Regions from separate parts of the Mus musculus genome. Here all the other regions are linked to region 4. The links are chromatin contacts, called in public Hi-C, HiCAR-type, HiChIP or PLAC-seq and promoter capture Hi-C maps. All regions are on one chromosome and are shown on one strand. Each heading gives the region's core, a stretch centred on a gene start, on an enhancer-like site or on the middle of the called end of the contact. The rest is flanking DNA. Distances are from core to core; before and after follow the strand shown. Region 1 holds the start of Elmod2 (ELMO/CED-12 domain containing 2). Region 2 holds the start of Rnf150 (ring finger protein 150). Region 3 holds the start of Slc10a7 (solute carrier family 10 (sodium/bile acid cotransporter family), member 7). Region 4 holds the start of Smarca5 (SWI/SNF related, matrix associated, actin dependent regulator of chromatin, subfamily a, member 5). Region 5 holds the start of Zfp330 (zinc finger protein 330). Region 6 holds the start of Tbc1d9 (TBC1 domain family, member 9).

What was found. Promoter capture Hi-C pulls out the DNA fragments that hold promoters and counts their contacts. A called contact is a pair of places that touch in the nucleus more often than the background predicts. HiCAR-type assays count read pairs that join an accessible place to other places. HiChIP or PLAC-seq counts read pairs in DNA pulled down with a chosen protein or histone mark.
Region 1: a contact with region 4 is called in a Hi-C map of B cells, with 6 read pairs. The contact joins the promoter of Elmod2 here to the promoter of Smarca5 in region 4. A contact is called at or near these places in 5 of 39 promoter capture datasets (cranial neural crest, embryonic stem cells, hippocampal neurons and 2 more), 1 of 484 Hi-C or Micro-C datasets (B cells), 1 of 115 datasets of contacts at active chromatin or transcription factors (astrocytes) and 2 of 9 other capture datasets (adipose tissue and liver).
Region 2: a HiCAR-type map of astrocytes shows a contact between it and region 4, with 4 times the contacts expected there. The contact joins the promoter of Rnf150 here to the promoter of Smarca5 in region 4. A contact is called at or near these places in 2 of 39 promoter capture datasets (hippocampal neurons and pre-B cells) and 4 of 115 datasets of contacts at active chromatin or transcription factors (SST interneurons, astrocytes, embryonic forebrain and 1 more).
Region 3: a contact with region 4 is called in a promoter capture Hi-C map of liver, with 5 times the contacts expected there. The contact joins the promoter of Slc10a7 here to the promoter of Smarca5 in region 4. A contact is called at or near these places in 3 of 39 promoter capture datasets (liver, maxillary cranial neural crest and pre-B cells), 1 of 484 Hi-C or Micro-C datasets (CD8 T cells) and 1 of 9 other capture datasets (liver).
Region 5: an H3K27ac HiChIP or PLAC-seq map of thymic regulatory T cells shows a contact between it and region 4, with 23 times the contacts expected there. The contact joins the promoter of Zfp330 here to the promoter of Smarca5 in region 4. A contact is called at or near these places in 6 of 39 promoter capture datasets (3T3-L1-derived adipocytes, hippocampal neurons, liver and 3 more), 3 of 484 Hi-C or Micro-C datasets (embryonic stem cells, pre-B cells and transitional/marginal zone B cells), 11 of 115 datasets of contacts at active chromatin or transcription factors (SST interneurons, T-cell acute lymphoblastic leukemia, astrocytes and 8 more) and 2 of 9 other capture datasets (adipose tissue and liver).
Region 6: a contact with region 4 is called in a promoter capture Hi-C map of pre-B cells, with 4 times the contacts expected there. The contact joins the promoter of Tbc1d9 here to the promoter of Smarca5 in region 4. A contact is called at or near these places in 2 of 39 promoter capture datasets (the C10 cell line and pre-B cells), 1 of 484 Hi-C or Micro-C datasets (embryonic stem cells) and 2 of 115 datasets of contacts at active chromatin or transcription factors (astrocytes and embryonic stem cells).

Annotation. Positions count from the first base shown.
Region 1 is chr8:83,329,974-83,334,640 of GRCm38.p6, forward strand. Elmod2 (ELMO/CED-12 domain containing 2) reads right to left here and starts at 2,513. Exons shown (of 9, transcript NM_178736.5): 1 at 2,377-2,513; 2 at 1,138-1,285. The coding sequence starts at 1,279. Gm32327 (predicted gene, 32327) reads left to right here and starts at 2,646. Exons shown (of 2, transcript NR_168721.1): 1 at 2,646-3,077.
Region 2 is chr8:82,861,845-82,866,024 of GRCm38.p6, forward strand. It overlaps Rnf150 (ring finger protein 150), which reads left to right and starts at 1,512. Exons shown (of 7, transcript NM_177378.4): 1 at 1,512-2,646. The coding sequence starts at 2,166.
Region 3 is chr8:78,506,221-78,510,821 of GRCm38.p6, forward strand. It overlaps Slc10a7 (solute carrier family 10 (sodium/bile acid cotransporter family), member 7), which reads left to right and starts at 3,108. Exons shown (of 12, transcript NM_029736.2): 1 at 3,108-3,454. The coding sequence starts at 3,355. Rbmxl1 (RNA binding motif protein, X-linked like-1) reads right to left here and starts at 2,708. Exons shown (of 2, transcript NM_001252089.1): 1 at 2,579-2,708; 2 at 1-597. The coding sequence starts at 492.
Region 4 is chr8:80,736,626-80,740,988 of GRCm38.p6, forward strand. Smarca5 (SWI/SNF related, matrix associated, actin dependent regulator of chromatin, subfamily a, member 5) reads right to left here and starts at 2,834. Exons shown (of 24, transcript NM_053124.2): 1 at 2,298-2,834; 2 at 64-138. The coding sequence starts at 2,471.
Region 5 is chr8:82,772,680-82,777,273 of GRCm38.p6, forward strand. It overlaps Zfp330 (zinc finger protein 330), which reads right to left and starts at 1,466. Exons shown (of 10, transcript NM_145600.2): 1 at 1,378-1,466; 2 at 201-332. The coding sequence starts at 320.
Region 6 is chr8:83,162,373-83,166,697 of GRCm38.p6, forward strand. It overlaps Tbc1d9 (TBC1 domain family, member 9), which reads left to right and starts at 2,980. Exons shown (of 21, transcript NM_001111304.1): 1 at 2,980-3,832. The coding sequence starts at 3,703.

The DNA of each region.
Region 1 (4,667 bases), core at 1,263-3,762, 2.6 Mb after region 4:
ACACAAAATAGGAGCTGGTTAATTCTTGACTTTCTACTTAACACAGCATCATGAGCTGTGGCTCCGCCCAGGTCTCTCTTACCATTTCTACAGTAACTTCAAACCACATTTCTCAGCCATCTGAGTTTGAAGTCAGAACAACATTTTCAATTAAACACTGAAAAACTGTCATTTGACAGAAATATAACACAAGCCAAATTGAGCCCCATGTATACCATAGACATTTCCACAGCTATATTAAAACAAAATACATGCAATTTTTATTGCTCTAACAACTTATATTATCACTTGACTGTATTACAAATACAATTATCATACATCTTTACACATTTTTTCATATAAGTCTTTGAAATCCAGTGGGTATCTTACAGGTAAAGCACAACTCAATTAACATCATGCAGACTTCAAGTGCTCAGAACCATGTGGCCATCACTGTGAGCCTGGACCAAGTAGGTTCTAAAAGTCTTTCCTAGGACCAATGAGTAATCTGTCCATTCAGAAATAAGAGTCAAAAGTGAGAAGACTGATTATTGAGGCCTCAAAGTAGGAAAACAGATAACTGACTCTTCAATCTTTTTTTTAATTAGGTATTTTCTTCATTTACATTTCCAGTACTATCCCAAAAGTCCCCCATGCCCTCCCCCCTCACCCCCCCCCCACACTTCTTGGCCCTGACGTTCCCCTGTACTGAGGCATATAAAGTTTGCACGACCAATGGGCCTCTCTTTCCACTGATGGTCGACTAGGCCATCTTCTGATTCATATGCAGCTAGAGACACGAGCTCCAGGGGGTACTCTTCAATCTTTACCTCATACATTTGTGTAAAAATTTCAAATGGAAGAGAGAATAATTTTCTAGTAAACAATTGAAAATATAATCTGAATAATAACTGATACATTTTTAAGACACCCAAAAGGCTCGTTTTTTGGATACATATGGGATGTTTTAGGAAGTTTCTTTTTATATATTCAGTGCTCAATTCAATAGTCAGTAGTAGAATGAAAAGAACTTAAAGACCACAAAGCTTAAGAAACTCAGCTGCAGTGACTCGCTCAAATCAAACTCCCATGGGGTGAGCAGAAGAATTCAGTTAGGTTATAATTAATGTTGAATTTTCTTTATTTTGAAGGTATTACCTATTCTGTAGGTCCTCTGTGCCCCTCCATAGGTGTCAAAAATTCGCTGCAATTCACATTTCCCAGTCATCTGCCGTAAGAGCCATTTCATCCAAAATCGGAAAAAGTGTCCATAGAAAAACTCCCACAGAGACACGAACATGTTTCCCTGGAAAGAGGATATAAACACACAAGCTTAACGGTCTCAAACTGGAATTATAAAACTGAAAAAGAAATTAAGTTGATCCAACTCCCCAAATGATAATGAAATATATTATTCCATTGTGTCTATTTTGTGAGTGTTTAATTCATCAGGCAAGGAAATAACATACAACAGCTTAAATAATGATTTGCCAAATGGTCACTTGAAAAAAAAATGTAAAAAGTAGCCAAATAACTGGCCAAATTATTTAATCGCTAAAAAGAATAACCACATTTCATTTTTGCCAAATATTATATTTAATATTTTGGATTCATACTTCCGTTTTTCATCCCTTGAAACTTGGAACAAAGAAGTTCAAGAATAAAAGGACCAACCGAGCAACAATTTCAAATCTACCACACATCAGATGTGGCTTCCCAAAAAATGAGCTCTTCTCAGCCTTGGTTGAGAGCGCGCCCAGCTGTCCCTGTCAGCTGACTCCGACAAATGAAAACACTACAAGTGGCTTACAAACTGAAGCATACAGGTTGGGAAACCGAGCAGATGGCATCCTGACGAATTCATCATTGTTCTAGTCAGTAGGTGAAGGGCAGAGACACCAAGAGGTTAAAAAACAAAAAACCCCACAAAATCTATACACTTGATATAACTGATCTTGCAATAAAACTCTTTTCGGGTGCTAAACGAAGGGGAGGAGGGATACCGGGAACTCCAGCCCTGGGATTCGCAGACACACCCTCTCTGCGCCCGGGCCCGAGGAGCTGTCAAATTCGAAATCCCCGCAAGGCAAGGCACCAGGTGTCGGTGCCAGACACGCGGATCAGGATCTTTAAAATGAGTCATCCCGTCGGCGCTTGTCGGGACGAAGCGGGCAGAAGTGCCAGGCGCAGGCAGGCCGTCCCGCCGAGCCCCAGGGCCTCGGGAAACCGAGTGCGAGCCCCGTGGGCACCGCGCCGTCCCGCCCCTCTCGCGCGCGGGAACGCTGCACAAAGCCCCGACGGCCCCCGCACCCTGCGGGTTATCCGCGGGACGCCAGCGAGGCTTGCGCAGCCGCACGCCAGCAACTCAGAGTGAGAGAAAAATAAAACAGCAGCCACCTCACAGGAGCGGAAGAACTAGGGGGAAGCTGGCACTGCCTCGGTTTCCCCAGCTGCAAACACCGGCAACGGAAACGACGCTCTACGTGGAGCGCTCCCTGCGAACACCGCGACCCGGAAGTCCGCACGGAGGCTGCGGGGGCGGGGTGTCTCTTGGCTCCGCGCCCCGCCTCTTCGTCTTCTTCCGATTGGCTCGCTCTCAGCCTATCGCCGGCGCGGAAGGAGGGGCCCGCGGGCAGGCGCGCCAGACGCTGGACGGTTCCCATGGCAACGGCGGCGGCCGCACTCCCAGCCCAGCGCCAACGAGTTCCCTGTGGACTCGGCCTGGGAACTTTGCTCTGGGCTTTCCGGGACTCTTCCACCGCGGGCGTGACCACAGCACTTTCACTTACATTTCCTAATCTGCGAAGTGATTATTTCCCATCTTTATGAGGCACAAAGGAAACTTGGGTCGAAGGCACTTTATGGATGACGCAAAAGAACTTGCGTGACTAAGTGTGTGCAATGAGAAGTTGCGAGTTTTTCCTCTGAAAACAAACATGGAACACTTAATTCATCAAACGTTCATTTCTTAACATCGTTTCTACTGGAGGAATAATCTGTGCCTTTTTTTTAAACCTCAAAAGTATGGTTTTTATGTGCTAGGTGGTCTTCTACAAGGGACTCGCACGCCAAACCAACCAGCAAAAGCATAGTATCAGGTGAAGCTGCCTAACAAAGTTATTAAGGGGATTAGGGAGTAGGGGAAGGGATCATTACATACAGCGGAATCAGCAAAGTAAGGATAAGCGTTACTAGAGGAGATGAGGGAGTGTGCTGGGCCAGCTTCAGGAGGAAGACTGATCCACAGGACAGTAAATGTAGAAGTCCTGGGTTAGGAATGTATTACAAAAGGCTGATGGCACAATAATGGGGTTGGTGGGTTGGATAAGAAAGAGCCAAGTGGAGAGAAGGCTAAATATAAAAGAAGTTAAAAATGAAACAAAAGAAATTCCTGAATTGGGCACGCTCATGCATGCCTGTAATTACATGCCAGCTGGAGGGTGATGTGGGCAGGGAGATCTGCAGTTCAAGGCTACTTAAGGATCTGCCTAAAAAAGTAGATAGATAGATAGATAGATAGATAGATAGATAGATAGATAGATAGATAGATAGACAGACAGACAGACAGTTTAGCCTCCTACCCAAACAAGATTCCTGGCTCCTTGGTCCCCTTGTCAGGACCAACCACTATTAGTTCCTTATACTTCCAAAAATATTCAAGCCAGTGTCTTGTCTATGCCCCATCCATCTCCGTGTTAGGTCTGATTAAGTGCGCAGTACATGCCTTTCCAATTTTTCTTTTTTTCAAGACAGGGTTTCTCTGTGTAGCCCTGGCTGTCCTGTCACTTTGTAGACCAGGCTGGCCTCGAACTCAGAAATCCACCTGACTCTGCCTCCTGAGTGCTGGGATTAAAGGCATGCACCACCACGCCCGGCATGCCTTTCCATTTTAAAGGTAGATTCTTCTTGTAGAGCATAAACCTATGAAGGGCAGACAAGCCACCACCTTTGCCCCATGGGAGTGAAATATTTCGTGGAGACCATCTCTCTCCCTGTCTCCAGTCAAGTTCTTGTCCCGCCCTCCTCTAAGAATGGAGTGGTCAGACAACAAAGACGTGTTATTGACACTCTGGGATTAACAGCCTTTACAAGATAAAAACTAGTTTAAACAGATTGCCATGTAGGATTTTACTATTCAGAGCCATTTGAACTCTCAGTTCCTGAAAGCATACAGCTCTAGCAGGTCACTGGACCAGCATGGTGGCCAAGCTGGGACTCAAGGCTCTGAAGCTGCAAGTCTGGAAGTCTACATCAGAGTAGGTATCACAGCAGTGGGTCTTGGAGTCAGGAAGCAGCTGCAGAGACAATTCCCTTCTTAGCCAGACTGCAAACTCTTGGAGAAATGAACCCTCTGCCTCAGCTGCTGGCCATATCCTGGAGCAGCCTCAGGTGAGCTCCCTGCCCAGAGTAGAAGGACCAGGGAGCCTCCAGTCAAATCCATCCCCCGGGAGTGTTGGAGGCAGCCTTTCTTCTATATGCTCCTGCAGTAAGCTGTTCTGTTTCTATAGCTTTGAGTATCCAAATTTATAGGTTACCAAGCAGGCCCTGATTGGCAAATCTTGAAAATGGGTATGTCCTGAAAGTGGAAGAATTAGAATTTAGGATCAATCAAGGAAGAGTTATCAAATCTAATGGGGTAGGGGTAAACCCAGAGACCAGCAAAAGTTCTCAGTCAAGTACACAGCTCT
Region 2 (4,180 bases), core at 262-2,761, 2.1 Mb after region 4:
ACCTCCAGAGCCCCCCATGAGCCAGTCACTCCTTAGCATGCTCTGCCATTTCCTCAGCATGCGTTTCTCTTGGCTTTCCCCCCAGATTATTTTTGCAGCTCCTTAAGTGCCCTCCTTGCTTCTATCCTTCCTCCAGTACTGTCAGAATAAAACTTTGATGTTCTCATATAACACCACATTTTTCTGTCCAGACATCTCCCAGGAATCTTCCTCTCACCCAGATTAAACTGCAAGGCCACTTAGAATCTTCCCACCATTAATCCCATCTCATTCTTTCCATCGCTCATCTCTCTCCACCCCTGATGAGCTCACTATGGCTTCTGAACACATCAAACACCAACCTGTCTGATCTATTGTACCTACAACTCCTTCCTATTACCAACAACTGGTCCCCTAATAATCATTCAAGTCCTTCGTCCTTTGAGGATTATATTTAGACATAGGATATATCCAGAATCCATCTTCTGTTTTGTGATGTCCAGACCTAGGATGTGTATATTGTGACAAAAACTGCTGGGCTTCTCAGTGCTTCTCGAGAGGCACAGGAAAGAGAACCAGGTGGAAGATATAATGTAAATCATTAAGCACTACCATATTTGTGTATGTATAAATAAGTAGACATTTTATATTACTGGTTTCTGAAACTACAGAAACCATTAATGAGGAAGTGTAACAACCAACCAGATATCTAATTGTTAAAGAATTCTGCTATTAGAACACGACTCTAGGAAACTGTTCTCCACTGGTTTCTTTTAATCTCTGTCACAACTGGAAAACACAGCTTAAAATGGTAACGAACACACACACACACACACACACACACACACACACACACACATACCACCTACTGACGCTGTGAATCCTCTAAGGCAGGGCTATTAGAGTGGGAATGGAGGCAAAATGTCTCAATCTTAAAGTATGAGGAGAGGTCCATTTTCTAAGAAAACTAACGCCATGCCATGAGCTGGCTTCCAGAGCAGAGGAAAAGAAGTCACTTTTACCCACACCACAGACTGGTCCTTAGACCAGCAGAGTGTGCATCACCAAGGACCCCACCCCTGACTTAATAAATGTGAAATTCTCCTGAATTCATGCTGATCAGTCCTGGTTTAAAACTGGAATTCTGACAGCCACTGTCCTAAATATTCAGGTCTGGGGGGGCGGGGGGGAGGGGCCTCATGACCAATCAGTGCTGGGATAAATACCAGAGAACTCTCTGCACATCTTCCAGCAAACGGAAATGCTGTTCCAGAGAGGTTCCTACACTTTGCTGTATTTAAGACTCCCTCAATTAATTGTTCCCAATTCAAAGGCCTGAAGGTCCTTTTTACCTTTTGCCCGCAACTGTCGAAGCCTGAATTTGAGGCCCAGCAGAGGTCGCTGACGCCCAGGAAGAGAGACAGAGTGAGCGTTGCAAGGGGAGCCCAGGAGCTTTGACATCATACTAAGCTCCTCCTTGCACGCGCACATCACACACACACACACACACACACACACACACACACACACACACACACACACACACACACACACAAATACAGACACACACAAAACGCTGTATCCCTCTCCTCACGCTCTCCCCCATCCCATCTGCCCCGTACCTCCCCCTCCCTCGGCAAGTGAGTGTCCCGGGCGTAGCCACCTAGTCTGGCCAGAAGCGCAGCGCCTACTGCCCATGGGAACCCACGCATAACAGGAGCGACCTCCGCGTCTGCAGCGGGACCGATAGTCCCAGCACCGAGGATCTCCAGCACCCCACCCCCGCCCCGCTCGGCCGCGACAAGCAGAGCCGCCACCCCTTCCAAACCCGAGGACCCCGCCACCTCTATGAGAGAAGGCGACACGGGGCAAAGGAACAGGACGCCTGGCAGCCGGACTCCCCCGCAAGTGCGCGGCGCCCGCTCCGCGACCGCGCCGCGATCACCCGGGAAGCCCGATGCCAGCGCCGCGCTTCGGCTGAGAGGGGACAGGGCGGGTTTCTCCCGCTCGTCCCGGATCCGGTCTCCGCAGCGTCTGCGCGTCCCAGCCGGAGCTCCGCCGGCCAGGGAGTGAGTCGCAGCGACAGGAGAACCAGAGTGGCTGCCCGGGGTTGGCCGGGGCAGGGAAAGGAGGGACGGAGCGGGGGGAGGGCGCAGGGGGCGGGGAGGGGACCCCGGAGGAGAGAGATGACAATGTCTCTCATCCAAGCGTGCCGCAGTCTGGCTCTCTCAACATGGCTGCTTTCCTTTTGTTTCGTGCATCTGCTCTGCCTGGACTTCACCGTGGCGGAGAAGGAGGAATGGTACACCGCCTTCGTGAACATCACCTATTTGGAGCCCGAGCCCGGGGCCGCGGTGGCGGGCAGCGGTGGCGGCGCGGAGCTGCACACGGAGAAGAGCGAGTGCGGGCGATACGGGGAGCACTCGCCCAAGCAGGACGCGCGCGGCGAGGTGGTCATGGCCAGCTCGGCCCAAGACCGCCTGGCTTGCGACCCCAACACCAAGTTCGCCGCGCCGGCCCACGGCAAGCACTGGATAGCCCTCATCCCCAAGGGCAACTGCACGTACAGGGATAAGATCCGGAACGCGTTCCTGCAGAACGCCTCCGCTGTGGTCATCTTTAACGTGGGCTCCAACACAAACGAGACCATCACCATGCCCCACGCAGGTGAGCAACCCGGGGGGTGCCTGGCGGACGTGGGGGAGGGGAGCCCGAGAAGCGTCTAGGGAGATCTAGCACCGCCTCCGGGGCACCTCTGGCTGAGAAGTCCGTGCAGCACCAGAGACCAGTCTCTTATGTATGAACCTATTAAGTTTTGTTGTGCGTCGCTTGGGGGACAGGTTACAAGCATGAGAGGTTTCAGTATGTTGGGGGAGTATCGGAGAGTCTGGTTCGGGAGAGGGTTCAAGCTGTGGAGTGTCTTCTCCCAGGAGAATTTGGAAAGTGAGATTTGGGAAACAGGGCTGAGATATTGTTCTTGTTAGTGACCCGTTTCAGCACCTGTTTGGAACCGGAAGTTCTAATAACTTGTCTCTGCGCTTCGTTGTGTGTATCAGATATACATACCTGGTGCAAGTGTTTGTGTATCAAGAGGCAGGTCAACTTACCTGTCTGCAGCTGACCATCGGCAAACTGCTCTCCCAAGTCAGGTTTCAGCCCTTCTCAGGAGCCCTTCCCCTTGCTGGGACCATAAGTAAATAATATTCAAAGCTCTGCCAGGTTGTCATCTAGAGAGATGGACTGACGGGGAGCATGGGTGAAACATTGCAATGCCCAACAAGCCAAGAATAGCCACAACGTTAGAATTACTTTCTACTGCTGTGTTGTCTTCTGCCTGCATCTGGTTTCGAGATGCACTCAAGAAAGACCTTTGTCAGTGACCACAGGGGCCAGACTAAAAATAAGCATGATTGCCCCAATTCAACACAGTCTATAAACAGTGTTTTCGTGAGAGAAGTAACAGAAGCAACAAGACTATGTTATTCATATTTATTAGCACAGGCCACTGGTTATAGGAAACTGCCTTCTTTGAGCGCAAGCTCATGCAGAGGCACCTGAGAGGTGGGTCCTTTTTTCCCTCACAGCATTTCCTGCAAGCAGGATGTGGGAGAAATGACTGGAGTGTCGTTCTGGGCAGAGTCATCCAATCAGAACAATTGTTGCAATTAAAGCCCAAGCTTCTAATAAGCAAAGAACTGGGATGGAACATGCAGATTGGCTGTACGTGCAGACATATTTTCTATAGAGACAGATCTCTCTTTCAAGAGTTCATAGCATCTATTCGTGAAATATACAATTAGTTTGCCCAGAGTAACCAACACCAGCTGTTGTAGTCAAGGGCATTTGTTAACTTTCTGGAAAACAGGTTGGGAGGCAAAATGAAAAATGAGCCAGAAAACAGCATGGTTTTCATGAGGAGAAACCGTTACCTTCTTAGAAAACTTCTGACCCTGCACGTTAGAGACATTTGCTGTATTTCCTTGAGCACAATCACTCTCCCAGGGAGAGACCTGCACTCTGACCTTGAGTCATAGGGCCCCTGCTTAAACTTGATCTCCAAGGATATTTGCACTATGGAAGAGTATCCAAGTCATGTAAGGCATCTTTCAATTAACATTTAATATGGAAAATATAGATTCAGGGAGTGGGAAGCAGGGCATGCAGGAGTTATTCTGGGATCTGTAAACACCAAGGTTCCATA
Region 3 (4,601 bases), core at 1,858-4,357, 2.2 Mb before region 4:
AGGTGTTGATCTTTTAGGAGGGGGACCCCCGCTTCGTGGTGGTGGTCCTCTCTTTACTGGAAGTGGTCCCCTGGAAGAACTCATGTTAAAGTTCATGGAATAACCACCATCATCCATGTATCCTCCACGTGAAGGGGGTCCCCTAGTTCCTCCACTTCCTCCTCGAAGACCTCTGGGAGGGCCCCTGCTTCTTGGAGGTGGAGGTGGTCCACGCCTGCCACTTTCAAAAGATGGTTTGGTAGCTTGCTCCACCTTGATGGCTTTTCCATCCAAGGACTTTCCATTCATATCTCTAGCTGCATCTTTAGCATCTGCTGGGCTTTCGAAGGTAACAAAAGCAAATCCTCTTGATTTGTTGGTTTCCCGGTCTTTCATCAAAAGTATTTCCACTATTCGTCCATACTTGCCAAATACTGCTTCAAGGGCTTTCTCATTTGTTTCTGTATTAAGCCCACCAATGAAGAGCTTTCCTGGGCGATCTGCTTCAACCATCTTGCCTTCCAGCTGAGAGTCGGAGGGGACGTGAAGGTCTCAAGCTCCTCCTACAAGCTCGCCAAATCGGCCTTCCAAGTAGCTCACCGGTGACAGCTGCTGGGTCTCAGAACAGAACAGAAAAGCCACTAGGACTACTGCACACGAGCACCTGTGAATATTATTGTATTAGTTTCCTCAGGCTGCTGTAACAATGCATTGCGAAAGGGCTGGGGGTGGGAGGTGTGTTATAAAACATTGATTTTCTTACAGTTCAGGAAGTCACGAAGTATGAAGGTAAGTTTCTATCAGAAGCCTTAACAAAAATCTGTACCATGACTCCCTCCTAGCTTCCAGTGGTTGTCAGTAATTCTTAGACTACTTTGGCTTATAGATATCTCAATCTAGTTCCTCTCTCCACCCTACGTGGTGCTTACACTCCACCTGCACACCTTTGTATGACATTCAGAAGAACTGCAGCTTTTCATACCTATCAACATCTGATTTCTACAAGTCACCTTCTGAGGTCATGGGAAAACGTGTCTTTTACAGGGGATGGTACTCCAGTTAAGTTGGAGAAAGGATATAGGCTCATAAACTTAATCTAAATGAATATGACCCATTATTCTGGACTATCTGGTTAGGCTTTAAATCCAAGGACAAGTATCTTTTAAAGATACACACAGAAAAAAGGTAATGAATGCTCAAGGATGCAGAGAGCAGCCACTTGAAACATATGGAGGGAGATGTGATGCCTAACCAGGTCGAGACTGGAGCATCAGAACCTAAATCAAGGAAGCCAGGGAATATTAACAGCCACAAGAAGCTGGAAAGAGCCTTTAGAACACATGGCCCTCCAATATCTCCATTTTGGATTTCCTTATTCTGCAACAGTAAAACAACATGTCTATTGTCTGAGTATAGCTAACTCGGGGAGGGGACTATTTGTTATAGCAGCCCTAGCAAACTAATACAGTCCTTGACAATACAATTCACAAAACTACGGTTAAAATATTCTATGAATTAAGATTTTGTTCTAAACAGGTCAAAATCTCTAGAAAGACTCTGTGAGCAGCCTTACTTAAGCAGCACTATCTGTGATGACCTTTTGAGTATTCGATGACTGAGGCAGATTTTTTTTTCCTTTTGAACCAAGCAAAATTACTGAAGAAAATTATGTTATAAATTTTACTTCCTAGAACTCCACTTACCTTGTGACTGTCTTATAATAAGCCTTTATCACATTTCATGTACTTCTTTTGCCTGGTAAATTGTTTAATGTCTCCCTATTAAGTTCTTTTTATCTTGAGATTAGCTTTTCTTCATGCTGCCTGATGCGTAATTACCGAGCAGTGGGGGCTGTGCAACTGAGAACTGATAGCACAACTGCTTAAAGCAGCTTAGTTTTTGGATAGCGAGTCATGTCAGCAAGATAAAGTTAAATAGAGCAAATTGCACGCCGAGTCTCTTTCAAGCTTTGAATGCATTCAGAATGAAAGTCTGGTACAATCCCTTTCGAACGTTACGTTCCATAGTAAACTATTCAAGTAGCTGATACCAGGCTGCTTCAAAATGTCCCACAATACTTTGTTCCTTTCTTTCTTTGGGTGCATAAAGAGGAAGGGTTGATGCTCGGAAGACCATTCGTGAAACTATGTCATAGATTCGCCAAAATGCAATGCAAGAAACCGAGGGTTGGGGGAGGGGGCGGACATCAGACCCTCCACCCTGGATCTGGCCCTCACTGCTTTTGTTCTGAGTTCCTGGCCCCCTCTCAGTTGTCCTGTTGCTTTAGTGGTTCGGGGTCAGGCAAAGGCCCGCACCACGCGGCCTCCGGAATCGCCCGCCCACGCGCGGCACACGGGTGGGGAGGAGCCTGGGTCGCTCTCTCACCGCCCCCCAGGGAAGATTTGCCCCATCCCGGCCGTCCTCCCCACTCCCGAGGCGGGTTTTGGCCGCGGAGGCGGTCGGGCAGAAAGGCCCGGGCAGGCCACCGACCTGGCGGGAAGGCCCAGCCCGCCTTCCCCGCCTTCCCGCCGCCGCCGCTGCGGGAAGGCGGGGGGCCTGCCGTCCCGGACGTCTGCTCGGCCACCGATTTTCAACCTACCCACGGGGCTAACGCTTCCCTAACTAGGAAGCCGCTTTCCCGCGCCGGTCGCCACACGCGTCTGCCGCCGCCGCTCCCGCCGAGAACCAGAGGCCGCGAATGGCTTCCCCTCCCCCCGCGCAACGTCAACGCGACGTCGGTCGTCGCCGTAATGTCTCGAGTATACGCGCATAGACATAGCAGGCATTGGCGCGCGCAGCCGCCGCCACGGCGCAGCCCGGTACCGGCCCAGCGCACGCCGCGGGTCTCTCGGGCTCAGGGCAGAGTGAGAGACGCTCTCTGCAAGGCATGTCTCGGGGCTCGGGCCGCCGTCAATATAGCTTTACTGCAGCGACACCCATGATGAGGCTGGGCGTCTGGGGCGCCTCATCCCTCTCTCCCACTGCGGGCCTCCCCAAGCTTGGCCGTGTATGCACGGCGGCGGGTCCTGTTAGTGCAGCCCGTGACTCGTCTCACTTGCGTGCTCCTGGTGTGCCTCCGTTTTACGTCCCCTGCGCCCTGGTCCTCGGCGGGTGGGCGCGTCTATTCTGAGGTGCGTGGTAGTGATGGCGGCGCTCAGCGAGGCTTTCCTGTCACTGGGTACTACTACTCCCAGCCCGCCTCGGAGCCGCCCGAGCCACCCCTCGGTCTTTAGTTTACGAGTGGCAATTTGACTTGCTCTGCTGCATGTCTGGAGGGATCGAGGAAAGTGTGGAGACGCCCCGGGGATTTAGGGATCGCAGTTTGGAAAGCAAGCCAGCCAAACAAATAAACAAAACCCACCCGCCCTAACAAATATGAGGCTGCTGGAGAGGGCGAGGAAAGAATGGTTCATGGTCGGGATAGTGGTGGCGATCGGCGCCGCTAAGCTCGAGCCGTCGGTCGGAGTGAACGGGGGTAAGTGCCGCACCTCCGCCGGCTGCAGCGCGCCGGCTCCCACTTCTGAACTCGTCGGCGAGTCCCCGGGAGGAGCGGCCGCCCTGGCTGCGGCACAGCCCTCTGTCTCGCAGCGGGAGAGAGGGGGGCTTTTAGCAGGTTCTTCTCACTTGCTAGCCCAGGAGGGAATTAGGAATGGGGCAGGGGAGTGGGAGTGCAGGTTGCCTTTTCTGCGGGCAATCAATGACTTCTGCTCAGTGCCGGAGTGAGGGTACAGAAACTGAAAGTTACTCCTCTCGTTCTTAGTAGCATCCCATCCCAAGGGACTATAGGTTGCCAGGAGTTCTTTATCTATCCTGGAATAGACCTCATTATCCAGTCTATTTCCGACTCCTCCCTTTTGCCGCCCCCCCCCCCCAAAAAAAAGTCTGTTGGAGAGAAAGGGGTTTGGGGGAGATTATTGGCGGGAGCGGCGGATAGGAGAAAAAGGAAAAAAGGATACCCTTGCTCCAAACTTCAATTTTTAGTGTGCCTTAGTTGCTGACTAAAACTCCCAATTGTACTGACACGTTGCACTCTTTCCTTACGGGACACTACTTCCGTGTGCTGCTGGGCTGCCGTTACTACAGCAGCCGTCCAACAGTTGCAGACTGTGTTAGACTATGCACACTGTATGTTTTGGCAGGGAAGTGTGGATGGGTTAAAACCTCCGCTCCAATCTCTGAATAGTAGGAGCTTTGTAATGTGACCTGTGGACACTGGTGGGAACATGGGACGTGTCACTGGCGTTTTATACCCTCTCCCCCACCTTCAGACAACCTTGTTCTGCTTTTCATAGATATTAATTGAGTTTCTTCAGTTCATATGTTTTTGACCTCATGAGTTAGGTTCCAGGTTTATTGGCAGATCGAATATATCAACCATGCAATGGACCCAAATAAGGACAGAAGAACACACAGTCTTTCCCAAGTAGGAGGTGCCCATGTAGATATTTGAAATTTTACCTTGTTATTAAAACCTTACAGAAGTGAATGGATGATCTCTCTGAATAGTGTTTTTTCTTTCCCCAGCCCTAATTTCTCCATTTAGAGTAACTTCTGGAATCGTTTGGATTGAATTATTTAAACAGTGATTTCGATAGGAAAGCTTTCTATATTTAATTTTTTCC
Region 4 (4,363 bases), core at 1,584-4,083:
TAGTAGATTTAATTATCTTAACAAAGAAGTTCATTATAAAGTATTCACATGTCTAGAACATACCATTTTTTCTTCATATGTAGGATCTGGTTCTTGGATTTCTTTTTGCTTTCCAGGTGATCCATGATCAAATACTTCCTGGTAGGAAAGGAAAATCATCAAATTGTTTAAGGATTGTCAACTATCATTATACTCATTTCTTTAAAAAAAATTGTAAATAATATTCTTGCTCCAAGGCCCGTCCCAAGATATTTAATGGCTATCAGATAACCTGACATGAAACCTGATATGGATGAAATAAAATACTATGGGGATAATCACTTTTCCCAATTATAAACTATATAACTTTTGGGGTAAAAATATCATTTACACCCTAAGGCAAAATTACTTTCTATACAAGCCATATGGACAAATCTATATTTTTTCAATAAAATTATAAATACAAATTAAGTAACTTGAATGTGAACAAAGTTCTCTTTGTATCATAAAATTCCATCTACCTACTGTGCTATTTTATAGAAATGTATACAAGAAAGGAAGCATTAGCTAGTCCCTAATTTACACTTCCTAGAACATTACCCAAAAAAATAATTCAATGTCTTTTTTTCCAACTGTAAAACGTATCTAAGGTCATCAAATACATTAGGCAAGTGTACTCAACTCAAAACTAATTCTGACTCTAAATTCACTTAAGACGATGAAAAGCAGTCTGATGATAATTATTTTAAGGACAATAAAATAGCCAGGAGCATTTAAACCCTAATAAAATACTTTAATTTTTGAGTTGCTATTTTTCAATTAAAACTTAAATATAAACACAAATGTGAAAACACAAAATAAGTGGTATTTTCATTAATCAGATGAGTAAACTGAGTCTTCTCAGTATAGGAATATCAACAGTTTCTATTTTTTTCTCAATCTTATTCTTCACGCATTTTCTTTTCTGTTTATGTCAGTTACTGCTTGTTTGTTTTGTTTTTTCGAGACAGGGCTTCTCTGTGTAGCCTTGGCTGTCCTGGAACTCGATCTGTAGACCAGGCTGGACTCGGAACTCCGAAATCTGTCTGCCTCTGCCTCCCAAGTGCTGGGATTAAAAGGCCTAAGCCACCAGTGTCACTGGTGTCCAGATTCTTTTATTTCATGGAATAGAAATCTAAGAATCCAAGTAAAACAGCACTAAAAACTCAAAAGGCCACTTAAAACCTTAAAGGGGGGGGGGGGCATCAAGTACATTTTTAAATTGAAACTGCATTCACTTCAAATTGGTGCATTACACTAACACCTACCTTCCCCACTAAAAGTTGTTTCAAAGATTAACGTTATTTCACCCAAGCTGCCTCATAAAAGTAATGCAGACTGCACCATCATTTCCTTATAGTGTAAATCCTGCACTAAAGTTCACTTTTATAGTATTGCTTCCAATCTGAGGATTAAAACTCCCAGGAGTCTTCCTTCAGACTGGAACTACAGAATACCTCAAAACAAGGCCAAGGCCAAGAATAAAAATTGGAAGCAGTAACTTTGTTCCCAGGCAACTCAATGCCTGGGAGCATGTCCAAAGAGACCTGCCTGGCAGCTCCCCCATTTTCCACTCTCTCCCCGCTTCCTCCAGTATTGTCACCATCATCTGGCCCACTGGAGCCCCAAGAAGGTGGTTCAACAGCGAATCCTCCGAATGGCTTCAAAAGGAAGCAATGCGCAGAGCTAGAAGCCCATCATCCTTCCCCGAGGCTCCCATTCATTCAGTTCTCCATGCATACACCCGTAATTGGATGGGGATCCAGGACAGGTGCTGCGGCTGTCACGCTCGTTCCCCTCCCGGTGGAGCAGGGCCCGGGAGGGGCTTCCCCTCGTTGCACACAAGCAGCTGCGCCCCGCTTATCCCCACTGCGCACTCGGCCCTCCAGCTCTCGCCATTGTCTCTGCCCAGAACAGACAGATGCCGCCCCCGCCAGCACGGGGATGAGGCACTGGAGGCGCAAGTCCCCAGCTGCGACGCTGGGAAACGTCGCCCCTCGCCCCGGGAATCCCACTCCGGAGGGGCATCTCCCTCGCCTTCCTCAAAGTTTAGTGCAAACTAAAACCTAAATCGGGAGAAATTGAGCGAGTTCTGGGGGAGCCTGGCAATGGAGGAAACGGGTCCCCTCGGCCCCAGTAATCAGGAACATGTGTTTCGTAAGAGCGATCCGCGGTCGGGCTAGGCTAGCTACACCGAGGGGAAAAGGTAAAGGTGAAGAGCAGGAGACGCGCCGGCCGAGCATCCACCTCCCTCCCTCCCCGCGCACGGCCGCGCTCACCTCCATCTCGGTGTCCGCGGGGCCCGAGCCCGCAGCACACGGAGCCGCGGGCGCCGCGCCGCCCTCGGGGCCGCCTTTGTTGCCGCTGCTGCTCCCGCCGGCGCCCGCCGCCGAGGGCTTGGAAGGCGCGCTCTCGGGAGGCGGGGGCGGCGGAGGCTCCACCGCGGACGACATGTTCCGGCTGCGTCACCCGCCGCGGCCACGGGCAGGCGCGGCGCCGAGGGAAGCGGCTTGGGCCTGCGCGACACGGGCGTCCGGGCCGCCGGAGGAGTGAGACCTGCCCGGAAGCTCTCACGCGCGAGGGCTCCGCCACCGACCCGAGCCGGCCCAGCCGCGCCGCTCGCCTCGCCGTCCTCTTCCGCGGGACTCTGCTCCACAGGCGTTTACCTCACGGCGGGAATCACGTCGACGGGAGTGGGCGGGGCCAGCGGGGTCACGGAGGTCAGGGAAGGCGGGCTGACTCTGAGGAGGCGGAGGGCCGAGGGAAAGGGAAAGGAAAACGGAAGGTTCTCAGAGGCCTCCCGGCGCCTTCTCCTCTCCGGGAGTGGATTCTCTTCTCCAGCCAACCAGGACAGCTACCTACGCCACCCGCTCTCAACCCTCGCGAGATCGCTCGTTCCCCCTTAGAAGGCCGGCTCGCGAGGGCGCGTGCGCATGCTCCTCCTTGGCCCCGCCTCCTCCAGGCCTCTAGCGGGCTGTGGAGCCGAGTGGGCGGGGCCTCGAGGAAGCGCGTCGGCGGTGCTTTGCGCCTCCGCTCCTCCGAGTGACGCGAGCTGGGTCTTCGGCGCTCCCGTAACGGCTCGGCTCGCTGTCTTCCGCCGCGCTAGGGCTCCCTCTTGGGAACGGCGCGACTGTTAGGCAAGGAGCAAAGGCCTGGGCTGGCCTTCGTCGTCCTGCCGCCTTCGCTCACGGGCGTGACGTTAAGTGACGTTGGACGCCTGAGAAGAAAAATCACCTCAGAATTAAAAAGTCTGCGTGTTCGCTCCGTCAGTCGGCTTCGTTTAGAGAGTTCGGCGTTTGTCAAGTTCAAGTTAAGACAGAAGACGCGCTGCCCTGTTAGAATGGCAGCAGATAAAGGCAGACAAATGATGGCGAGTTTTCGCATGAAACAAATACACATTTGTCTCAAGAAGTGTTTACCAGGCGTGGTGGCGCACACCTTTAATCCCAGCACTACAGAGGCAGAGACAGGCGGATCTCTTGAGTTGAGGCCAGCCTGGTCTACAGAGCGAGTTCCAGGACAGCCAGGGCTACACCGAGGAAACAAGTGTTCGTTATTCGTGTTGCTTCTTTATCCTGCCTTAGGCTGTCATGGAGGCTACTGAATCCTACGGAATATAAACACTGTTCCATTCATCCCCCACCTACTCCCAGGCACAAAAGATCTTTATCTTAATTAATCCCATTATTTAGTCCCCACCTATGTTGAATAAAAAGTCTTTTCCAGAGTTACTTTCAAACTTCTTGGAATAGATAATATTCATATATAATTTCAAATGTTTTAACCAGTCGAATAATCGTTAACTAAAATGGAGAACCTGAAAACGCTCTCGTTTAACATACTGTAGCTCATTTGGTGAGTTGTTGGGGAGCATACATGAAATCCTGGGCTTGAGTCCTAGCACTATTTAATCTGGATGCCGTGACTCGTACCCCAAATCCCAGCACTTAGAGAAGTGTAGGCACGGTCATCCTTGGCTACTAGGCCAGCCTAGACTAAAAGACACTAAAAGTGTCTCCAAAAACTAATAGATATAAGGAGCTGGAAGAGATGGTTCAAAGGTTAAGAGCACTGGTTCAATTCCCAGCACCCGTATGTCAGCTCATAACTGTTAAGTCTAGTTCCAGGGGATTCAACCCCCTCACATATATGCATAATTAAAAATATTTTGCCGGCGGGGAGTGAGACTGGGTTATTCTCTATAGCCCTGGCTGTCCTGGAACTCACTGTTTAGACCAGGCTGGAATTAAAGGTGTACACTGTGCCACCACCACCACCCAGCAAAATAAAATCTTTTTTTAAAAAGTAGTATAAAGCCACGTGGTGGTGGTGCATGCCTTTAATC
Region 5 (4,594 bases), core at 216-2,715, 2.0 Mb after region 4:
TAATTCATGATACGCCAGGCTTGATAATACATACTCTAACAACAATAAAAATATCATTGTTACTCAGTAAAATACTGAGGACACCTTTAACAGGTTCTTCACAGGGGCACACCATAGTTGATCATGTTTTTTAGGTACCTATATATGGTACTACAGAGTCCTCCATTCAGCCACCAGCCATTGCTTTAAAAAGCTCTCACCATTGAAGCATTGCATGGGTGTTTGGCTAGGTCGACAGTACTTCTTGATGCTCGCAGTTGTTTCTCGCGTTCTCGGCGGTTCTCTGCCTTCTTCCTCGCACCGGTCTTTTTCTTCGGCATGTTCCCTTCTTTCTAAACAAGAAAACAGGAAAGGTATAATTGATGCGTTCAGTCACACAGCATCTATACTTTCCTTAAATATTAAATCAGTCTTTCAATTTTAAATGCACCTCATCCCATCTGAAGCCTTTAGCAACATTACACACACATTATTCCAGCTGCAGGCTCCTAAACTAAGGCCCTCCTCTGGGCTTCCAAACTCTCACACAGCATAAGCATCAAGGACCTCAACCAAACAGCTAGAGTAATTGTTTTCTCACCCTAATTATTCTCTTCACTCAAAAAAACCTATGTATGCACCATTAGTAAGAAATGACTAAAAATATTTGTTTTGTGCCAAGTTGAAATAACCATTTTGAGCTATACAGTCTCAGCCCTAATGCTGTTGACATACAGTATTATACAGTACACTGTCACCTACATGGTATCTAAACAAATAACCAGCAACCCAAGGCCTGACCGCAAACAAACCCATTTTCTCTTAAGAGACTAAGGTACTACAGTGGCTTTCGCTGCCTGTCCCTCGTGCCTAGATGCAACAGTTTCGACAAGTCAGATGCTTTGGAGTTTGTTTCCCACACAGACATCAAACCTTACAGTGCTGGTTTTCAGCACACAGAAAAACTACAACAGAGACAACCAGGCTTCTGTGTTCTCACTCTGGTGCCCCAATCCTTTCGGACAGGACAGTCTTCAGAGCTAATCAGTGGTTAATCATGCTGGCCACGCCACGGGGCCTTCCTTCAGTGTTTAAAAGGGAAGTCTGGAGCATGTGGCTGAGTGGCCACGGGTGACCGTGGATGAATTCTGTACCCACTAAGACATCTCAGACCTATTTTTTTCCTCGAATCTGTTTGTGCCAACGAGGAGAGATTTCTTTGAGTTCAAGCTTAGATCCTGGTGACAGCAGAGCGACATTGGGTTCCAGGCTCTGGGAGGCCAGGAGGCGGGGGCGCGGGAAGAGCCACGCGGCTCGCGACCCGCCAGCAGCCCGAGGGCCCCTCACGTTCTCCAGACCCACCCACGTCGCGCGGCCTCACGGGGACGCGCCACTCACCGCAGTGGCCGAGGACGCGGAGGAGAGGGCGAGCCGCGGGCTAGAACGGCAGAAGCAGCCCGTTTCCAACGGTGGGAGCGAGACCGGATATCCTGCTATGTCAGAGCGCCCAGGTTGAACACGTCAACAGGAAGAATCCCGCATGTTCCGCCCCCTCCTCGGGGAGGACCCGCCTTCCCGGAAGTGGACTTGCTACAATGGAAAGAGGCTCCAGCGTTGCAAAGAAAGTAGAGGGCAGAGAGCTGCCGCATCTCAAGGCCTCTGCTATGTCATTCTGATTTTATTATTTAACTCAGAGAGCTAAAAAGTCCAAAAGGAAAAGAAAGACGAGCCCACAAAAAATTTTGAGAGGAGAACAAGAACTTTGCTAGCAATTTTTTGCCTGACTCTTCTGAAATCCTTTTCCTTTCTGGGAGCCTGACAAGCCTCACATGGCACATTTTTAATTTTTGTTGTTGTTATTTTCTGAGACATAATGAATGGAACCCTGGCCTTGAAGCCACGACTCCATTACCTCTGTCTCTCAGCACTAGGATTATAGGCGTGCTCACAGGAAACTGCAGAGCCCTCCACTCCTCCCCCCCACCCACCCACCCCCGCTTTTTTTAATGTCTCACAACACTGAGTTCGGAGGTGTCTTGCTTGGCCTCTGCTGTGTGCATTCTGTTCCATTGTGAGCAAATCCTCCCACGTTCTCTGCTTCTGCTCCGAGGCTGAGATCTAACTATGCTTCCCTACAAGACTGTTTGCTTTAAATAACACTGAAGGTAAATGTTCCACTCTCACTCCCACCTTACCTTTGGGGAGGAAGTTCTTGACATTACTCCCAGTACTGCATGTGAGTATCACTTACTGCCTATCACCTTCTATATTTGAGTGGAGCTGTGTTATATCCACCCACTTTTTTTTATATTTTTTTATTTACATTTCAAATGTTTTTCCCTTTCCAGGTCTCCCCTCCAAAAACTCCCTATCCCATCCCCCTCCCTCTGCCTCTTTGAGGGTGCTCCCCTATCCACCCACCCACTCCTGGCTTCCAGCCCTTGCATTCTCCTACACATCAAACACCCTCAGGGCCAAGGGCCTCTCCTCCCACTGATGTCCAACAAGGCCATCTTCTGTCTTTACCACATTCACATCCCAATGGAAGACAACTCGTTTTGGTCTCTCTCTTTTTTTCCAACCCCTTCTGTTATCATCTTTGCTGCACTCCAGGAATTCGCTTTCATAACCACACCTCAAGCCTTTCTCTGAAGAGAGCTCAGTTTTGTCAATGAAATATGAATGTCTTGGCTTACTAGGCTCCTACCCTGTGCTCTGTTCTGTATTCTCTTGTTTAGTCATCCTTTTCAGTCTTTTTTTCTGCAAGTTCTACTTAATAAAACAGTCCCATCTCATTAGTCACAGTTTTTATCATAGTTTTTGTACTACTGATCATTAAATGATGTACCTTTTCCCTCCTATTGATTTTCTGGGTGGGGTTTTGGGGGATGGGGTGCTGATACATAAACAGGAGTCTATGTCACTAAACTCAAGCCTCTCAGGATTCCCCTTCTGTCCTCCTATAGTTCCCTAATCTCTTATTCCCATTTACCACAATATTTAATCATAATCAAAACATACTTGTTTTCTTCAAGCTTCCACCACTTATATCAATTTCAACAGACATCACCATCTCCTCTTTGTATAAAATGAGGACATGACTGCTCCCAAGTATGAGTAAGGAGAGAATTTTATTGTAGATGTGAGGGAGAATGCTGCCAGAGACATCTGAAGGAGAGAAAGTTATAAACGAAGCATGAGAGAAGAGAGGGAGAGAGAAGGGAAAAAGAACAAAGAAGAGAGAGCCAAGAGAGGGGACCAGGAGGACAAGGGAGCCAAGAAAGCTCACAGACACAATGGCAGCATTCTAGCAGAATAAGAAGCTGAGGGAAGGGAAGTCCAGGAGCTAGACAAGTTTAGGGGAGAGGGTGAAGTGAGCTGAGCTAACTGGAGCCCCGGGTTTCTGAGTGTCTGGCCAGCATGTGCTTTGATATGCTAATAGAGCCACAGTTCACCATTTGTCCCTAGCTTCTTTGAGACCTGATACTCTTTCACAAACACAAAGTGTCAACAACAGCTAATATAGTCATGGGCTTGCTCCTTACGTTTTAGGCACTTTGCCTGTGTGCCCTTAACAAGGTAACACAAGAAAAAGAACACATAGATAAGATGCAGCTTGACCCACAATTCTATAGGTATTTGGGCTTGAGTGTTTGTATTCTCCTGGGCTTGGAATAAAGTTCAGTGATTGAATGTTTGCCTGGCATCAGAATGACTATTGATACCTTAAAATTGATTAAAATTGTAAATCCCACATTAAAAAACAATACTAGTAAATCTATTCCATATTAATTTAAATAATATTCACAAGCAAAACTGATAATACTTTCCTGTATGAAACACGTAGATAAGTGAAGGAACCCTGGCTCGGCGTTGGAATATTAACATCTCCTTGATCATGTGCTTTCAAGTTCCACGTGCTCCCTTCCACCCTTCACACCACGATGACGCCTCCTCCTTCACTATAATCTTATTGTGTGGCCCACATTCCTGTCTCAGCTTCCTAAGGGCTGGGATTGCAGATGTGGACCACCACATTTGGCTTCTTCCCTGTTCTTATACTTGTACAAGCTGAGCAGTAGCTTTACTTATTGCCCCTCCACTCTGTCGGTAGGAACACTATACTCTAGCAGCTGCCTGCCTCCTCACTCAGCCTTCTGCAGAACATCAGCCTCACCACTGCCCACATAGCCCTTGCCATTCATTACAGTATCTGTGCCAACTTATGTTCTAACTTAACCTTAGCCATATGCCTAGTGTTTAGACGGAGCTGGGGGCAGACTAAGGAGGCATCTGTGTGGGTTCCAAATAACAGAGAAGATTAGGAATTAACTACGGGAGACAAGGTCTTTGTGCTCAGGGATAGGCACTGGAGGAACCTGGAAGGCTAAACTCACAGAGTTGTTCCTTCAAGGGAAGGAATGCAGTACCTGCTATCTACCCTGAAGGCTGTAGCGGACGGCTTTCCAGCCTGGTGACCTTTGTGCTACCTGTGTGGCCAGAGACTTTTCAGGCACCGGATTCTCCTCAGACCCTTTTCATATATATGTTTTTCTCGGCCAATCAACAACCTGATTTTGCCAGTCAATCTGTAGACTATCTTTATTAACTTTAC
Region 6 (4,325 bases), core at 1,730-4,229, 2.4 Mb after region 4:
TCAGATCACCCTGCAGGATAGACAGGAGCTAAGACAGTGACGATTGACAGGACCATACCCTGACCAGGGCTGCTTAGTTCATGTAAACCTATGCCTTAGAGCATTCCAGGACCCTGAAGATGGACGGGGGTAGGGGTAGGGGGATGGAGAGATGGGGTGATGGGGGTGAGACTGGGTAGGGATAGAGGGGTGGGGGGATGAGAGCCACCCAACATCTTTGTTCCAGTTCCCAATGAGGCCATATTGAGTAATCTCTTTTCTCTCCTTTTCAGTGCCTCTTACCTGTTTAACTAGCCTGTGATAATGGGCAGTTAAGCCTAGCTTGTTAGGGCTATCAGGCCCAGACTCTGATCCTGAAACCTGTTAGAAGCTTGGCACCAGCAGGTCACCACAAACTCCCTGTAATTCATCCATTTTGGTCAATGCCCTTAGGTTATCTGGTAGTCTAATTTGCCATATGTCCTCCATGAAAATAACTAAAGGTTGTGTGTGTGTGTGTGTTTATTCTGTTCAAAGTCCAAGTTTGTTCTCCAAGCATTTTTTTGAAAGATTTGTCTTATTACTAATTTTATGTTTTAATCTTTGCAAAGGCAGAGTTTTCCCTATGTTTTGTTCAATTTCTGTCCCCATGCCATGGGTATAATAGACATTCTATTGAATTAATGAGTAGGTGATTCAATGCATGCATTGCACAAGAAAATCATATTTTGGCGCCAAAACACTAATGAAAAGCTAAGCTAAATTTACACTTTAGGTTGTGTAGAGGTTTTGGTGTCAAGTCATGTATTTGTTGGTTTGATTTGGTTTTTGGAAAAAGGGTTTCTCTGTGTAGCCCTGGTCTGTCATGGAACTCACTGTGGAATAGGCTGGCCTTGAACTCACTCTCAGAGGTGCAAACGCCTCTGCTGGGATTAAAGGTGTGCGCCACCATGCCCAGCAAGCCAGGTGTGTGATCAAGATAAGGATCCTACAAATGGTGTGATTATGGGACCTTGTAGATTCTTTGAAAATGCTACTTTACAAGGTGGGCAGTTATGGAGAAGACCTTTAATCCCATCATTTGAGAGACAGAAGCAGGCAGATCTCTGAGTTTGAGGCCAACCTGGTCTACATTTGAGTTCCAGGACATCCAGGGCTACACAAAGAAATCCTGTTTCAAAAAAGAAAAAAAAAATACTAGTTACAGAAAGTACCTGTTGTTTTTTGCTTGTTGATTTTAATACTGAAAGTGCCAAACTATTACCAAATATTTAGGTCCACAACCCAATACCTCAGTTTCTATGTAGGAAGTAGAAATTGGTAATGGAAAACAATCTTTATTGTGTTTGCCAAACAAGACAGAAAGCACAAACTTTCTCTCCGTTGTGCCCATAGAAGTGCCTACATTACAGAAACCCAAGACATAAAGGACAGAAAAAACCCACAAAAAAACAGAAGCTAGATTTAACTGTGAGACAGTCTAATGCATGCTTTTCTCAAGGTGGAGAGACTTGAGTTCAGGCTGCCCCACTGTCTCCGTTCTCAGCATGGCGGGTTTATTGTAGTTTTAGAAATTATACTGCCACAAAGCAACATACCTGCGTCTGTTAACTGTGTTGAGCATCTTTAAAGGCCTGAAGGTCTAGTGTCTGTCTCCTAAAGAGACTGAAGATGAAAAACAGGTGAAAAGCCAGACCGTTGCTAGTGCAGACCAACCAGAGAGCTTCATGCTTATGCTTCATGAGCCCAGAGGCTCTTGAGTGCAAAGCCATTCTGGGCTACACAGTGGGACCCTGTCAATGGACAGGTATCTAAATGATTAAACAAATCAGGGAGAAGACCCTTGTGGTGACAGGAAGAGAGCCTTGTACTTCTTTAGCACCCTCAGGGCTGGGCACAAAGCCTTGATGGAATGGCTGCCAGTTTGCTCATTCAGCTACTTGGAAGAGTCCTTAACACAGTCAGAAACACACCCAAACCGCTCTTAGTCCATCTGTACTGTTGTCATGAAATACTTGAGATGGTAACTCTTTTTGTTGTTGTTGTTGTTCGAGACAGGGTTTTTCTGTGTAGCCCTGGCTGTCCTGGAACTCACTTTGTAGACCAGGCTGGCCCCGAACTCAGAAATCCACCTGCCTCTGCCTCCCGAGTGCTGGGATTAAAGGCGTGCGCCACCACACCTGGCAAGATGAGTAACTCTTAAAGGAAAGACTTTTATTTCGCATGGTTGTCAAGGTCAGTAAGTCTACAACCATGTGGGCCACATCTGCTGCTGGTTCTGTCTGCTTCCTCACAGAGTTGAGCTGATGGATAAACTAACCCAACTCCTGTGTGCTGCTTTCTGTGTCTTTCTCCATTCCTGATGAGGGACCCCACTCGGCCTAATTGCCTCTAATGGCCCCACAGATTAATGCTGTCACAGTGACTGAATTTGGGGTTGGAAGGACACATTTAAATCATAGGTACACACATAAAAAATGTGTTTGAATGGTTTGGTTATTTGAAAAGAGGAGATTCTCACGATTGGCTAACTTTTGGGCCATTGCAGAGTCTAGTCAACAACTCTGGTCATCTGAAAAGGAAAACCTCTTTGGCTGAAAACATTTCTCCGATCTCTCGGGTGAATGCATTTAGTCGCGTACGATACGCAGTAAATGAGCTGAGACCAGAAAGGGATTCCAGGAATGCAGGGAAAGACAAATTGTTAAAAGCATAAAGTTGCCTGGTCTGAGTGCCTCTGGTTTAATTTTCATAAACAAACAAACAAACAAACAATGCTAGTGTCCCTCAAAGCTCCTAATGCCCAATATAGGAACAGCTGTGGGGAGAATTAGTTGGTTTAAGCTTTTGGTCTGTTTCCAACTTCTCTATAGCTTACGCCCTGTAGGTCAAGGAAAGAAGTGATGTAATGCATTTAGCTGGGCCACTTTAATTACAAAGGAATGGAAGGGGAGTGGCCACCGGTGGTGACAAGTTTAGCGCGTGACTTGATCCAGGGATGCAGGAAACAAAAACATTACCAACCATTGGCTGCGTCCACCTTGGACTCCTGGCTCTAGAGCCAGGTCTGGAACCTGGGAACACACGTTTCCGGGGCAGGGGTGGCGCTGTCCCGCCGAGCGTCAGCCTTGAATACACACGCCACACGCAGGCTCTGGGAGCGGGGCAGCTTCCTCCCTGCTGGGATGGGCGTGGGGCCCTGCGCTCCGCACACAGTCCCTACCGGGCTCGCGAGAAGCCACCCGCGGTCACCCGGGCTCGCGGCGACTGAGCCGCGCTGTCGTCATTCATTCCCAGCGCCGGGAGCGTCCTTCCAGCTCGTTGCCCCGACGCGCAGTGTCCACGAGCGGTGATCTCGGGCTCGGCAGCTGGTGATCACGGCGCCCTGGGGGCTCGGATTCCCGCACAAGCTCGCCCTTGAACACCGCCGCGCCCTGAGACCGAGCCCCGACGCTTGCTCGCCCTGCGGTGGGCAGGGCCGGGCTGCGAGGCTGTGCACTTGGCGAGCGAGGAGCCGTAGGGAGGATGCTACTTGCTGGGTCCCGATCCCCGTCGTCGTTCCCGGCTGCCCGCTGGGTCTTTGTCGCGGGCCGGGAGCCGCGGGCCGCAGCCTGCTGAAGGCCGTCGCGGCCCCGCACCCACGGGCGGGAGGGCGCGCGTGTGCCCGGGAGAGCGCGCCAGTGTGCGGGCCTCTTTGTGCGACTGCCCGCGGCCACCAGGACCATGTGGGTGAATCCGGAGGAGGTACTGCTGGCCAACGCGCTGTGGATCACCGAGAGAGCCAACCCCTACTTCATTCTGCAACGAAGGAAGGGCCACGGGGGCGACGGGGGTGGCGGCGGCGGATTGGCGGGTAAGAACGGGCACTGCGGGAGGCTCCGCCCGGGGCTCTGGCTGCGGACACCCGGGACGCCGCCCGGTCTCCGGGGCTGGGCCTTTTGCCGGCCCTGTCTGGGGGCCTGGAAGGTGTCTCGAGTTGTGATTTTATTTTCCCCCAGACTAGGAGAGAAACGCCTCTTTCCTGACCCTGTCGGGCGATGGGGTCTTTGAGTTCTGGGTGACCCATAGTGGGTTAAGATGAAATTAGCAATGAGTGAATTATTAAGAATCGAACGCCGGGTTGCATACTCTCCCTACCCCCCTTTAACATACTGCTGAATGTATTGAGAAGAGAGATGGAAGATGCTTAGCTTGGACTCAGCTGTCTTTATGGGCAATTAGGTATAAAATACCCTTTTGTTACCAGGGAAGCAATCTGTCAAGAGGCTGATGTGGTCACTTCCTACATGACCTATGAGAATGAATAAGGAAAATGGAATTCTTTTGTTGCATGAGATCTGACATAA